Regions from separate parts of the Danio rerio genome. Here region 2 is linked to region 1. Evidence: chromatin contacts called from public Micro-C data. All regions are on one chromosome and are shown on one strand. The core of a region is the stretch at or near the end of the contact, and the rest is flanking DNA. Distances in the headings are between cores, read along the strand shown.

What was found. Hi-C and Micro-C count contacts between places; a contact is called where the count stands out from the background.
Region 2: a Micro-C map of caudal fin shows a contact between it and region 1, with 4 times the contacts expected there. The contact joins the promoter of madd here to the promoter of si:ch211-98n17.5 in region 1. A contact is called at or near these places in 2 of 18 Hi-C or Micro-C datasets (caudal fin and an unstated tissue).

Annotation. Positions count from the first base shown.
Region 1 is chr7:34,336,952-34,340,618 of GRCz12tu, reverse strand. It overlaps si:ch211-98n17.5, which reads left to right and starts at 1,614. Exons shown (of 4, transcript XM_021471992.2): 1 at 1,614-1,655.
Region 2 is chr7:34,477,323-34,480,989 of GRCz12tu, reverse strand. It overlaps madd (MAP-kinase activating death domain), which reads left to right and starts at 2,079. Exons shown (of 32, transcript XM_073908709.1): 1 at 2,079-2,357.

The DNA of each region.
Region 1 (3,667 bases), core at 365-2,864:
GTAAATAGAAGGAATCATCTATGAATATTTTTTCAGTGCACTTGAAAGAACTTGAATGTGAAAAAAACAAAAGTGCTTGAATTAAATTCGAAATAAAATTTGTTCATGGTGTATTTTCAGCAATTGTACTGCTCTGCTGTCAGAAACAGAACCAAGAAATGATCAATCCTTAATTTAAAAATCTTACATTTAAAATTCGTAAAGGACTATGCAATGATGCGCATTTTATCGATATTTCAGAAATTACATTTGAAGATTACCAGTATTCCATTCAACAGATTTTAATAAAGTTTGACTGTTTAAAAGTGTCAATATAGTTTTAAAAATGACATTTTCAAAGCATCATCATTACTTTGATATTTTAATGTAAATGTTCAGTGTAAGATATTTTAACGTAAATGTTCAGTGTAAATGAAATGTTAGGTATAGTAAGGAGTTTTTATTATGATACTTTTGGGGGAATTTAGAAAGGTGCTTAATTTAAAATTAAAGGCGCTTTAAAAGATCATTGAAAGCCATTGAAAGTCATTGAAGCATGCTGTTCATGAAAGAGTGGGAACCCTGTGTATGATTCAAATGCTGTATTAATGTGTAATCACGTGCCATTGAACTTGCTGGGTCAGTTGGCATTTCTGTGTGGAGTTTGCAGGTTCTCCCCATGTTGGCGTGGGTTTTCTCTGGGTGCTTTGGTTTCCCTCAAAACTCCAAAGACATGCGTTATAGGTGAATTGGGTAAGCAAAATTGGCCATAGTTTATTTGTGAATGTGAGAGTGTATGGGTGTTTCCCAGTGATGGGTTGCAGCTGGAAGGACATCCACTGTGTAAAACATGCTGGATAAGTTGGTTCATTCCGCTGTGGCGACCCCTGGTGAATAAAGGGTCTAAACCGAAGAAAGGAATGAATAAAATAGTATCAGATTTAGTGGCCATCATTTGTTTTTTTAGGACAGAATGAAGTTACTCTGCCCTCTGCTGGTCCCGTGTTGAAAAAGCAAGTCGTTTGACCGGACTCAACTTTCATTCAGCTCATGATGATATTTCACAGGTTGTTTAAATCTACACTATTTTCAAGCTCTTAATTATCCACTAATAACACTGATAACCCTAATCTTTCTCAAAAGGACATGCCTAAAACTATAACCAACCCAGTATGATGCAGTAAATATGCGACCTCTAACCTCTTATGACTAAACACATTCCTATGATGCATAAAGAACATAAAAAATGGCAAAAAATAGCATGTTTCTTTTGTTTTAGGTCAGTGGAAAGCAGATCTGTGTGACCTGTGTGTTCCCATAGACACGGGGCACGGGAGGAATGCTCATGGGCGACAGGTGCTCCTCCCTTCAGGGAATATCATTAGCTCGGGGACTCCGATCCCCCCACCAGGATAAACCTTTGACAGTGACAAGGTGTGTATTAGTGACGTATAGATGGAGATTGACATTTAGTTTCAGTCTTCATGGCAGTTGACGCACATCACTGCTTTATTTGCTTGTTTGCATCTAGGAAGTGTGATGCAGAGGTGTGGTTTTAGGTACACATTCAGGAAAGGCCAGTTCCCTGATCCCTCCCCTCGCCTCTTGTCTCTGGATGCAGTTTCTAAGCTCTCAGATGATTCTGTTTCAAGCTGAGCCCACCAGTCTGCTCTCAGGTGAGCATTTTTATTTTATATACACCGAAGCCTATTGAGGAATGTTGCTCTGTTTTAAAATTCAGCTGGCCTGGTTTGATGTGAAATGGGGTTTAGGTATTAGATGTCAGTGGGGTGAAGGCAATCGGAATTGTTGGTCCATCAAAGAAAGATGTTAGGATTAGATCAATTTCAAATCATTGGGATGATTGACATACTTGTTCAGAGGTTTAATAAATCATTAATTTTAATCTGATAACCTAAAATTAGTACAGTGAAATAAATATTGCGCTTAAATTTAAAGAGATACTTTAATCAAAACTGAAAATTCTGTCATCATTTACTCAACTTCTGTCTGTTTGAGTTTCTCTCGTTCATTAAACTCAAAAGAAGATATTTCCAGAATGTTGGAAACCTTTAGCCATTGGCATCTATAGTAATTTTCCCCTATAGTATGGATGTCAGTCTTTATTCAAAATATCTTGTGTGTTCAACAAATAGAAACTGGAACTAGTTCTAAAAATAGAACTTTTATCAGAACTTTTATCACTTTTAACCAGTTTATTGTGATGGTATTTTTTAAATTTTATTATTTTTATTTTTGAAAGGTGAATTATCTCTTTAACCTAACACGACACTTCTCATCTCAGTACGTGGAGTTGCTGTTTGTTGATTTTGTCACAAACTTTTAGAAAAGACGTGTCACTTATGCATTACTAAGAAACCTGCTCTGGCACATTCTCAGATCATTAATAGAATATTTTCCTCCAGGATGTTTTAAAGAGTGTCTAATGGCATTTTTTTGTATTCAACCCACATTTCTAATTTAATCCACATGTATATCTTAATAAAACAGACATCATTTCACTGTGACTTATAATGATTCAAAATCATTCTGGTAAACATAAACTATATTTTTAAATGTATAAAAAAAGATACTTTTAAATGATGAAATAGGAAATAAAAATTACATTCGATAAATATTTTAAAAAGAAAACAGTATGTTTACAAATAATCAACATCTGTATGCAGCATAAAATGTCCCTGATTTTATCTACTCCCTCAAATACTTTCATTTAAATAACAATGATACTGTATAATCGCAGTCGTTTTGATGTTTTGTTGTCAATAAATAGTAGCAGATAAACTTGCCAAACAGGAATAGCTGATAAGTGACGTTGTGATGAAAATATTCATTCAGTTGGTCACCTGAAGTAAAGGTGTGTCCAACCAAAAGCACATCAAAATAATACTAAAAAGCAAATATCAATTCATTTTTTAATTTTCGTTACATGCCATATCTACGTTTCATTAAAAGTATTTACAGTATTTCTAGAAGTATTTGAGAGGAAGTCACTTTGTTCTGGTTTGATTTGGAAAAAAGGCACTTAAAATATGTATCTAAATTTAGTTTGGGTGTGTATGAAGTATTCTATACAAACAATTGAGAATATTGTTGCTCACCTCATGTTACTGCAATGCAGTAACATGGTTGAATGGTGTATGTTACACTTGCATCAAGAGGGCTTAGATACACTTCAGTGAAAAGGACTGAACAAAGGACTGCTAAAATGAAGTTTCTGAGAAATAGACTGAAGAGCACTTTCATTGCGTAGATGAGAGGCATCTTAGGATTTTGCTTCACTCAAATGTTGATTGATTTTTTAAAATCTTTCATCTTTTGATTGATTCGAGCTTTAATAGTGCAGTGGTAAATTAAATATACTGTTACTTTTATACAGGGAGGTAGTTTTCATCCACATGCTTTAATAAACAAACAGAAAAAATATGATAAATACACCATGAAGAAACACCATATGAATATTTTAAGTTATGACCAAGATCAAACTAGAATTAAACAAATATTGGATAACTCTGTACTTATAAACCTATTGAGAGGAATGACAATAAATTTCCAAATCTATAAAATCAATAGAGATAAACATGGTAGTCAACAAAACAAATATAATAAAATATATTATATATTCAAATGAGATCAAATAAGTGCAGGGTTCTGGCTTTAATTAGGTAAT
Region 2 (3,667 bases), core at 830-3,329, 140 kb before region 1:
ATTGGACATCAGTTTGTGCCTCAGAAATGAACCTTTCGTCTTACCTTTCGAAGATATCTGCTCTTTAGGGCGGTTTTACTTTTACACTCGTTGGTTCTAATTTGTCATTGTTAATCAAACAGGTAAACGACAGGAAAAGCCACTTCTCATTTATAAATGTGTGTGAACGTGAAAGTGTGTCCCCTCTGAAAGAATGAATGGTTCAGTCCAGCCTCCGGCTGTATGCGGAACTCACGCTCGGTACAGTAGTTGATGGGGAAATTCGATTCTTTTTCAGGGAATCGGTTCTCTTGAACAGTTCGTTTCAATGAATTGGGTAGCTTTTTATTTTTTGTCTGAATTCATGTAATTTATTCCGACAATGCAATCAGACAATAGTGTTTTTTATTATAGAACAAAGGATCCGACACTTTAAAGTCAAACTATTTTAGGATGTTTGCTTATTTTATTGTAAAGTACGTGCACCATATAGAACAGAACTTACAATAAGGGAAATAATAAATCTGCTGGGAAAAATGAAAATAATTTCTTTACATCATCATGCTGTCTATGACAATCTGGCTTTTTCTTGTATTTTTTTTCAGTAAAACATGACTTGGGAACTGCATTTTGATTTGTACTATATTTGGACTATATGTGAATGGTTTACGTCATAATTACATTACAATGCATTGTGTTCTTGTGAAAATACCATATCCCAGCAAAAAACAAGTTATGTTCATTTAACTTTGCTTCCATTCATTCATTCATACTAATTTGGGATCGCCACCGTGGAATGAACTCCCAACTTATCCAGCACATGTTTTACACACCAGATGCTCTTCCAGCTGCAACCCATCACCAGGAAACATCCATACACACTCATTCACACTCATACACTACGGACAATTTAGCTTACCCAATTCACCTGTACATCTTTGCACTTGTGGGGAAAACCAGAGCACCCGGAGGGAACGTGAACAGGGAGAACATGCAAACTCCACACAGAAATGCAAACTGACCCAGCCGGGGCTCGAACCAGCTGTGAGGCGATCATGCTACCCACTGCACCACCGAATCCCTGCCTTTGTTTAGTTCCCACTTATTTATTTTTGGGATCTGAAACATCCTGACCTTGTGGGAACAAGCAAAGATAACATTTCAGGAACAATACTGGACTCAATATATATATATATATATATATATATATATATATATATATATATATATATATATATATATATATATATTTTTTTTTTTTTTTTTGCTTGTTTAAACTACTCATTAAAATTTGCTGTATCAACACAGTTCTTGAGATTTTATTGGGACAACTTAATTGTTTTTGTGTTTAATCCATATAAATTTGTTAAAAGTTTGACGTTAACTTGATCAATTTGTATTGGGACAATATGAATGGATTGTCTGGAACCCTGCATTTTTACAGTGTGCGTCTTCAAACCTATAAGAAACGAACGTTAACAATTTTTTTTCTGTAAACCAAGCTGGCTTGTGCAAACATTAGATGTTATAGCACATTTTTTTGCATCAGCCTGCATGTGCATTTCCATACAAAAAAGACATTTCAAATTTTGACTTTACTTGGTGTTAATTACTTAAGAATCATATTTAATTTTGCTGTAGTAGGTTACACAAAGTAAAACACATTGCTCTTTTTATCATGGTCATTCAGGTAATGTAAGTTAAGTTAATTGTCCAAAATGCCCCATAGTATGCAGATAGTTGACCCAAAAATGTAAATTCTCCCATCATTTACTTACGTTACCCTAGACTTCTCCTAGAGTTTTTTTTTTCAATTATTCTGTTGAACAAAAAATGCATTGACACCCATACTAAAAAACAAATATTATGGAAGCCAAATGTTAAATGCTTTCCAACATATTTCAAAATATCTTCTTTTGCGCTGAATAGAACAGAATAGTATAGATGGCTGTTTTTTTTTTTTTTAATTTTGGCTGAAATTCAGTTCAAGCATCGTTTCCCTGTTCATTAGGAGTTAGACTGATTCAAACAAATCGTAAACAATTGAAGAACCGGTTCAACTGATTCAATGAAAAGAACCGACTCAAGCGAACGATTCCATCACGTCGCTATCGTACAGTCAGTGTGCAGGCAGAGAGAAACAGGAGGAGGACGAGCAGCGTTTATCTACAGGCACAATCACCACCGCATCACTGACTGGGCTGCTGCTGTTGCTGCTGCAAGACACGGTCGTGCGGTCTTTGCGTCGCGTTGCGCCACTGTCACATCATGAGCTCGTCATCGTTGCAAGCGAGCAACGCGCTCTGAGACGCTGTTTCGCCGCAGCAGGGCCACAGAAACACGGCTAAAGCGAGTAGCGGCGGCGTTAGCTTCTGGAGGTCAGTATCTGTTTTACTCCTCTTGCCTAACCTTATGTTAACTCGTATGTGGTGCTCTTGTTATGGTTAGCTCTGGAGCAGCGGTAAAGTTAGTGATGAAATGGATGAAGGTGTTTTCGTTGTAACGGTGTGAAAATGTACGCAGCTGCTTGTATAAGCAGCTTTGACAGCTAGCTATTTGATCCTGTTAGCCACTGCTAGCCGCTGGTCTTTATCTTTCTCATTGTAAATGTGTGTTTCACTGGATCTCTGCTTATAATATATGATCAAAGACTGTCAAATGTCAGGAGTGCCTGATAACAGGGCTGTCGATAGGCAGGGCTCTCATCATTAATTGATGCCCTCGGAGTCAGTGCATCTGATGAGGCTGAATGACACAACAGAAGGCTATAAATTACACACAAAAAAGACCTGCACCCCTATTCGTCTAAGATCCCGAGCAGATGTCCCTGTGTGTGTGTTTGCTCTCCAGAGGTCATAAGGACACGGGTTTTCTTTCCTGAGGGGGTTTGGATGTAGTGCTGTATTCAAGTCATCATGTTGTCGTGATGACGATGGTGGTGATGATGATGATGATGATGTGATACACGTAAAGCACGGCTCCACGGTACAGTTTGACCTCCCTGAATTTGTTTGAACAGCTTTTCTCTGTTGGGACACTGGAATAGCTGCGACATCAGGCCGTGTGTAAGATGACTTCAGTGGTGTTGTTTCTCTCCTGGGTGAAATGTGAGACGGCTCTTAGCTTTTGTCAGTTCAGTTTTTGTGTTCTGTCACTTGTTTGCAAAATATTCTCCTTGTTCAGTCGTTCATGGATGAATTCATTGGGTTGAGCTTATAGTATTATATTTGTGTGAACAATCTTTCTTTGTGTATTTGAGTATCATTTATGTTTCTTGATATTGTTCATCACTGTATAGTTAAAGGCAAAGGTTTTGTTAAACGCAGAGTAATGTGTTTAAAATACAGTTTAGGATATGGACAAGGTGGGGTATGAAAAATAAATGCAAATCTAGCCCAGATTAATGGCTTTTCATTAAAGGGATTAGTTCACCCAAAAATTACCATTTACTCACCCTGAAGTGGCTGTTTACCTTCATGAGTTTCTTCCTTCTGTTGAACATAAAGGAAGATGTTTTAAAGAAAACAAACCTGGAACCATTGACTTGATAAAATGTCTTGCTTTATGTTCAGCAGAAGACAGATTTTGTTTCTAAACAAAATTTGTTTTTTCTAAAAAAACGATCCGCGTCCACACTGGCATTTCACCTAGGATTTCTGAACAGATCTCTGTCTACACTAGAGACCTT